2 separate regions of the Danio rerio genome follow, and region 2 is linked to region 1. Evidence: chromatin contacts called from public Hi-C data. All regions are on one chromosome and are shown on one strand. Each heading gives the region's core, a stretch centred on a gene start, on an enhancer-like site or on the middle of the called end of the contact. The rest is flanking DNA. Distances are from core to core; before and after follow the strand shown.

Region 1 (4,017 bases), core at 1,291-3,790:
TTATGCCTTTAGAACTGTCTTAATGTATCGAGTCATACATTCAACAAGGATTGGCATCCAGTGTGGTCTTCTGCTGCTGTAGCCCATCTGCCCTCAAGGTTGGACATGTTGCACATTCAGAGATGCTCTTCGGCATACCTCGGTTGTAACAAGTGGTTACTGTTGCCTTTCTTTTTTGGACCACTCTTTGTAAACCCTAAAGATGGTTGTGTGTGAAAATCCCAGTAGATGAGCAGTTTCTGAAATACTCAAACCAGCCCTCTGGCACCAACAACCATGCCACATTCAAATTCACTTAAATCAACTTTCTTCCCCATTCTGATGCTCAGTTTGAACTGCAGCAGATCATCTTGACCATGTCTACGTGGCTAAATGAGTTGCTGCCATGTGATTGGCTGATTAGAAATGAGCAGTTGGACAGGTGTACCTAAAAAAAGTGACCGGTGAGTGTATATCGCTCATACATACAAAGCAATTCTAGCAACATTTTAACTGATTTTGCAACATCTCTATTGTTAGTATGGTTAAATAAATATTACTCAATTTACTGCAAATTACCCAAGTATATTTTCAAGTGAGAGCCTGACAATTGAAAGTAGATCTGGTAGCAGATATCGCAGCCTCTATTACTTGTTACCTTGCACTTTTTTGTTAACATTTATTATTTAATTTAAGTTTATTTAGTTTTTCACATTCTGATTCTAATGCCTCATTATTAAATTGTTAAAATGATTGTAATTAATTGAAATATTCTTAAAAATATTATGTGTTCTTAGGAAGAGTGTATTGTGATAATATTATATGGTCATTCTGCTATTATATAATGAGTGGCATAAAATGGTCTTAAAATTACAATAATATTGTCTATCGCAATATATTTTGGTGCAATATATCGTACAACAAAAAACAGATATTGTGACAGGCCTACAAACGATTCTATATGTTCACATAATTAGCTGCAAAATGTAGTCAAAACATGTTCTATTGATTATATTAATCCAATTGTATAGTGAAAAAAAATATTACAAGTGTTAAATGTAGAGGGAAATTTAAACAGGGATCAAACCTGTGGGTTTATTCGGTTTCTTTAATATGTCTCTAATCTGAACACACTTTTCCACAATCTTTCTGATAATTCTCCAGTACATGCATTCTTTAATAAAAACACACACTCGCATTATTTAAAAAGCAATGCCCATTTCATTTCAATTATTTATAAACGTTATAAATGTTTTTTTATTAAATAATTGCTGGTGGTATTTTAGATATTGGAAAGATTTGTCAAGCATAATAATGTAAAAGCAAAAAAGAAAAAAAAAGTTGTCTTTTTTAACAATTCACTAAAAGGGAATATTAGGACAATGTTGTTATAATTTTCTAAAAAGTAAAAAAATATATATAACATTATCAAAAACAAACCTTAATAAAAGTATGTTCAGTGATTTTCTTTTTTTAATTAAGAAGAGGCCAATGAGCTTATGATGTGGATTAAAAGTCATAAAATTGTAAAAAAGAGAAATGCATAAATAAAAGTTATGTTTTTTGCACAGACTTCACAGGACTACAATGTGCTTTTTATTTTGTTTTAACCACAAACCGTTTTGTCTCTAAAATTGCTGGTAGACTGTAACTTGTATAGTATAAATTACCAAGGACCATGATTTAAGCTAAAAATCTTCTTTAACGTTCTGCTGACTAAATAAATAAATGAATAAAAACTACATATTACATATTCAACTACATATTTAATGGCCTGTGCGTAAGTGTGAATTAACTATTTATTATAATTTTGAGGTAAATTATTCAGTACACCAAGGTTCTGTTTATTTATAAAAGCAGATGTAATGGCAGTATTTCATAAATATAAAAATGACTAAGCACAGATCAGTGAATGATGACTCCATGATATTTCATGACTATGACAACAAATTGTTAATTAAATGGTCACCAGAGTTAGGTGTACACATATGTAACTGTTACTTACATAAATATTTATTTACTCAAAGACGCTCTTAAAAACAACGTGTAAACCTTCAAACAGTGGGGAGAAAGTCAACCCGTTACAGGTTTACTAAGAAAAAGAATCTAAACGAAAACGTTACATTTCATAATGAATGCATTAAATAATGAAGGCATGCAGCCTGTCGAGATATTTAACATTTAACGTGATTGTTTTAAGTCTTATTTTTAGCAAAATAACACTGATATTCTGCGTGTACTATAAAATAAATTCAAATTACTCTATTGTTGGTACAATTGGATATCTTGGTCTAGCAAGGTTTAATAAAAAGAGTATTAGCTTTGAAGCTAACTAGCTTATCAGCTAATCCATAGCTCAAGGTACATTAAATTTATTAGCCAACATAACAACGTCCGCATAAACTGATTCAACGGCACTGTTCTCCTCTAGTTTTAGACATGGCTACAATGACCAAAATAAGGCACTAATAGGTACTGTTTCCTCACCTCATCTCATTCCCCTCACCGGTCTGACGGACTGTTTGTTCTCTTGTAATGTTTGAATCGCGAATCACTGAATCGGTTCCTTACTGCTTCGTAAAGCTTTGAAATCTTTGCGAATCGTTTGTTTAAAACAAGTGACTCGGTCATTCGGAGCGCGTATCATCAAACCACAAAAGTAAACAAATTTCTGTAAACGAGATTTCGTTGCGTCATTTGATTCAAAAATGCAAAAAAAATTGTAGATAATGTGCACATTTGCTGATACTGCATGTGATAAAAGTTCAGTATAATTTTTTAAATAAGTTTTATGACAAGTTTTTTAAAATGCAAAATAAGAGTTTTTGTTGTGTCATAAAGAAACTTTAACAGAATAATAAAAAAGTAACTTAAATAATAATAAAAAAATAATTTGATTAAATGTCATATTAATTTTATGTCATAGCTTATTCTTGCATTATTTAACAGGATAAGTTGGGGGTTTATTCCGCTGTTGCATAAAGGGACTAAGCTGAAAGGAAAAAGAATGATATTTAACTGTAACAAAGATTTACTCCAAACCAATTTAAAACACAAAGTACAAAACTTTTTGGGGACTTCCGGCAGTTAACTGAAGCGCATGGCCGCTTAACTTTTTGTCTCCCGTTCGGTCGGAGATTAATTCCCCAAACAATACAATTAAAACTTAGTTATTGATCGAATTTAATGACGGAAGGGGAGAAGATCAAAAAGGGCAAAGGAAAACAGCTCGGGAAAGCGGATAAAGGTAGTAATTTAGAGGATACCGCCGTGGCTGAGGAACAAGGAGACCGTAATGGCGGACAAGAGGAAAATCTAAAATTAGCAACAGTGGATGATAGCGTCGCGGCCATCCGCGCAGATATAAAGATGATGGCCTTGGAGATGAAGTCAGAGCTAAACAACTTCCGAGACGATCTGAAAAGAGAATTAGTGGACTTTCGAAAGGAAATTTATCAGACGCTAAACGAAATCACAACCAATCTAAAAACTACAACTGACAGAGTTAGTGAGGCCGAGGCCCGCATCGCCGAAGCCGAGGAGTGGTCCACGGACTTCAGAGAAGCTCTGAGCCAGTCACTACAAGCCCAGAAAAAAATGCAGATGAAGTTAACGGACCTGGAGGCACGCTCGAGACGTAATAATGTTAGCATTTACGGGATCTCGGAAGGCGCTGAAAATAACAACATGTACCAATTCATTGATAATCTTATTAAAAAAGAACTGGACCTCGCTGATATTGAACTCAGGATTCAAAGATGCCACAGAGCGCTCTGACCAAGACTCAAGATCGGTGATTGTGTACTTTCAAGAATTCAAAGTTAAGGAAATGGTTCTGCACACTGCGTGGAAGAAAAAGGAAATCTTTCACAACAACAGCAGGATCTATTTTGATCATGACTACCCTGCTGAAACCTTGGCGAAAAGAAAGGCATACTCTCAGATCAGGAGGATACACAAAGACCCAAACACCGCCGCCAGCAAAACTGCGAGTTTTCTTTGACGGTGGGCCGATCACCTATGGAAGCGCAGACGAAG
Region 2 (4,641 bases), core at 1,000-3,499, 140 kb before region 1:
TTAATAAAGACGCGGCCGTCGTTGGTGTTGATTGGCCTGTCTCTACAGATTTGGTAATTGAGCAACCAGTGGTCTTTATTTATTCAGATGGCAAAGTTAGATCAATACGAACTACACAGAGAGTAAACATGTTAGCACCACAATCAAACTTACCCAGGGCCTGAGCAAGCCGAACTGCCGCTCTAGGCAAAAGACGGTCACGCCGCCCTCAACCCCAACCCTCTCTATTCTGCCTGAAGGTAGTGTCGGGGACGCGGTTATAACTGAGGGTGGTGAGGGTAGTGTTGCAGACGTCACCGTCTCTATTCTGCCGCCCTAGGTCCTATGCACCTAGGTCGCCTCTATCCTCTGTCTTACAGTTTTTGTTTAGTCGCTAACAATCGCCTACCCATATACATCAGATACTTTTTCTAAACTCTTACAGTTTTTTTCAATCGCTAACAAGTGCTTACCCATATTTTCTAAACTCTTAACACAGACTCACACCTACAAAACACAACAGGCCAAATTGATAATTTTCTTCTCAAAAATAAATTTTGTTGAATATATACTAACTCTTCATTTCATAATAGAGCACATGTTTCTGCATGCACTTTACCAAAACACTGGAAATCTAACAAAAAAGCACAAAATGACTATTTCTAATCTCTGTGATGTTCAGGGTTCCCACATAGCAAAATATCTCTGGCCCAGCTCTGGCCCACACAATCAGGTTTTGCTTGGCCCACATGCTGCAGTGAATTACGGTACATGACTGGACCAAATCTGGCTTCCAGACAAGGGCCAAACACGGACCATATCTGGGCCAAGTCTCAGCCAAGTTAATAACTCGTAACTGGGCCTGAACTGTGCCAGATAGGTTGGTGTGTCACGATTCCAATGAAATTGATAAACCCATGGAGTTATGCGCTTTAGGCACACTATGGGCACACTTTTTCTCAAAGTGACCTGATTGGTAGATTTTTTTTTCTTTACTCAAAAATGATTTTAGTGTATTTTAAATGTGGGTCAAGACTGGCCAAACTCACATGGCCCACTTATCAAATTTTTAAATCTGGGCCAAATACTACGTTTTTCATCTGGCCCAAATCTTGTGTGCCGCCTTAAAGACGGTGCCGCCTCTGCCAAACCCGGGCCATGTTTGGCCACATGCTGTATGCCAGTGCCGGATGAATGCCTGCTGTGCCAGCTTTATGCCAAATCTGGGCCAGAATTCTTTGCTACTAGGGTTAGGCCACATGTTTTCATCAACATCACTCCTCAAAGTCTTCCTTTTACTGTATATTTGTAAATGTAATAGATTCCAACCCAGACTGGAGTCAGTTGTGGTTGGGCCAATTTACCCAACATAAATCAGTTGTGTGTCAATTATGCACTTGTTTGTTAATTATCAGCTAAGATATATTTTTGATATTGTTTTTGAACTGATATCATTGCAGAAGCAGATATTTTTGTACTGTATTTAAGGTTTGGAATATTGTTTTTGCTATTGTGGGATGTGTGTTAACATTCGTAAATGCTACAAAAACAATCTATCGTTTTGTTGGGAGGTAGCTTGTCTGTTAAGAAAATGTAAACATTGTGTAGATGTTAACTGACTGCATACTGGGTGAAAACGACATGAAATGTGTGAATGATATGGCCACAAAAGACTGATGCTCTTCTAATTGTGAATAGAATTTTGAAAATGTGAAAACTGGTTGGACAAATGCTTGTTCGTTACTGAAAAAAGCTGGAAGACAATTTGTTCAATTAGATTTAGAGGTTGTAACATGCAGCAAATTACCAGTGGTTTTAATCATATCAATATTGATCAAACACAATATTTTTATATGTAATAATGTCTTTAACAATAGAGTATGTTTAAAACACCACGCTCTTTACATTTTAAATAGAACACTCTTTACTGAGTTAGGCTAAAATGTATTTTATAAGCTATGTCCAGAAGAGGTCGCCATACAACTGTTCAGAAAACCCACTGTAAGTCAAGGACTGTTCAGTATTAAAAATCATGTATCAAATGAGTGTATTCAAAGTAAATAAACTTCCACTAAAATGTAAAACCAACGCTTGAAATTCAAATGGCTAATGACTCTAACACTTGTCCACCATGATTACAGTGTGCGATATTTATGGTTTTAGGGACTCAAAATAAAATAAGATTGTATATTGTAACTAAAGCTGTAAATTGTGTTATTCTTTCTACAAGAACGAAACTCACCTCAAATGCTGATCTGAAATCAAACTGCAATATATGATTAGCCAACATTTTTGAGTGATGTCTGAGTTTTCAGTTTAGAGGCCACAGCGCCATTTGAAGATTAATATATATTGGGTAACATATTTGTGGGGATGTTGATGTGGCCAGACATCTGGAGCATCTGGTTCTCTTGCTCAGATTACAGACTTCAGATGTTACATCTGGGATGGACAACAAGTTAAAGACTGTAAACACAAAAATATCATCCTGAGTAGCTACCATTGCGTATTAAATTCATATCTGTGAGATACATGTGCTCCAGCGACTGTCAAGATGCAACATGTTTCAGTAATGTTTAACACTGGGAAAACATTCATTTAATTCTCCACTCTGTGATTTTAGAGATTAAAGCTTTTAAATCATTATTATCCACCAGCAATTATACCATGGTACTTTAGAAATGGAAAAACAAATGCTTGGAGAAATGGAAAAGGCTGGAGAAAGGACTTGAAAACTTCAATAAAAGTTCATAAAAAAGGAGTTAAAAAAGGGGAATGAGAAATTAAAGTCCAATCATATAATTATATGACTATAATTGTTAATAAGCGTCATTAATTAAAAAAATAATAATATTATCATTTCGTTAATCAGTGTTCCCTGCATTCATTGGGATCAAAGTACAGTAGATATTCTTTGTTTAACTTTTCTACTCACTTTGTTTTATATAGCTGATTAAAGGAGGCCGTACTGTTTAACACAGACAGAACAGTTTTTTGTCCATCCATTTTTGTAGTATTGTTATTGGTATACAACGTCATATACAAAAAATATGAAGCAGCTGGTTACATGATATGTGTTCAGCAATGTTATTTGTAATGATCTTAGTGTATGTTTACATAACAATGTGATACTTCGCATTTTTCAACCTTTTTTAAAGGAAACAATGTAGTCAAAACATTTCTCATTCAAAGCGGCAAGGCACATTGTTTTTAGTCGTGCTGGCATTATTTTGACAATATTGTTGTCTGTAGGCAAAAAAAATTCAAAAATACTAAGGATAAACTGTTTTATTTTAATACACTGCGTTATTATGATATATTAATATATTGGGCCCTATCATACACCTGGCACAATATGGCACAAGGCGCAACCCAATTGTTGTTTGCTAGATTCAGCTTGGTGCAAGAGTCGTTTTGACGTTTTGCGCCATGCTGTTTATATAGCAAATGCATTTGCGCTCATATGTGCGCCCATAGGCCCATAGGCGTCTTAAAAGGGCTTTTGCATAATGTTATTATTATTACTAGCAGTATTATTTATTATATGTTTATTTATATTTGTTTTATTAAAAACAAGCTTAGATTTGCCCACCTGTCAGGTTTTAGACCATATGGGTCACAGCATTAGTATTAGGATATAACTTTTTGACCACACTTTGTTATTATTGTTCATTAATTCGTTTGCTGGAAATTAGAAGAAAAAGTTTTAAAATATTTGTGCTTAACAAACAAAATAAATCATTTATAGGCTAATTGATGTCTATGCGTAGAAGGTTTCTCTGTCCATGAGAGCAAAAGTTAAATTTAATAATTTATCTCTCATTCTCGTGCTATAGATGCTCTGTTTAACTTTTCTTGCTAGTGAAATGCTCAGTTTTTCCACTAACACTTACTTTACGTCATGTAATAAGCAAATGCACCATGGCGCGACGCAACTCTTAAGCTGCAGTCACACTGGGCTCTTCCTTCCATAGACTTCCATTCATAAGCACTCAAATGCGTCAGACCGGAAATGCAGGGTCATGCGTCAAGTTTCGCAGGTTGCTGCGGTGTAAAATTCAAGCTTGGTGAACTCTGACCTGCGAAATCGCATCACTTGACTGTGTGACACCAATCGAGGATTAAAAATGACATCTCTGGACAGAAATTTAAAAAATGGAGCAATTGCTTGCTTTTTTAAATGTCTAATAAACTTGTTTAATCCCGCCCCTTTTCGCAGAGCTGTACGACAGAATTTCACAAACTCAAACTCTGGTGTGACCGCAGCTTCAAAGGAAATGGGAGATGAGATTCTGATTGGTTTATTCTCAACCTATAACTCATTGAGAAAATAAGCGAAAAGCGAATTTTTCCATCTTAAATTTGCAAAAGTGGATTGTGACATGCCCTTAATGCGTTTGCGCCCTACACTTTGCACTTTGCGCATGGATTGTTAAAATAGAGCCCTTCATTTTTCTTTGGGCTTGAATAAAATTTGTCAATCATTTGTTTGTTTGTTTGTTTATTTGTTTGTTTGTTTTAGTTGTTCACTTATTTATTAGTTTATTGTCTGTTTGCTAAATATTTTTAATACATTGTAAGCAGATCTTTAGAGTTGCCTGTTTTCTTAGGCTTGAATTATGTTTGTTAATCGATCAATCATTTATTTATTTATTTATTTAT

Evidence for each region. Hi-C and Micro-C count contacts between places; a contact is called where the count stands out from the background.
Region 2: a Hi-C map of embryo shows a contact between it and region 1, with 2.7 times the contacts expected there. The contact joins the enhancer-like site here to the promoter of tmem267 in region 1. A contact is called at or near these places in 5 of 18 Hi-C or Micro-C datasets (caudal fin, embryo, fibroblasts and 2 more) and 1 of 4 datasets of contacts at active chromatin or transcription factors (caudal fin).

What each region holds. Positions count from the first base shown.
Region 1 is chr10:15,476,849-15,480,865 of GRCz12tu, reverse strand. tmem267 (transmembrane protein 267) reads right to left here and starts at 2,540. Exons shown (of 3, transcript NM_001003574.2): 1 at 2,467-2,540.
Region 2 is chr10:15,611,064-15,615,704 of GRCz12tu, reverse strand. No RefSeq gene overlaps it. Among named protein-coding and RNA genes, the nearest start is that of il11ra, 17 kb to the right of the region's middle. Within about 2 kb of position 2,249, at least 3 of the 62 cell types and tissues checked have an H3K27ac peak or open chromatin away from gene starts, as enhancers often do.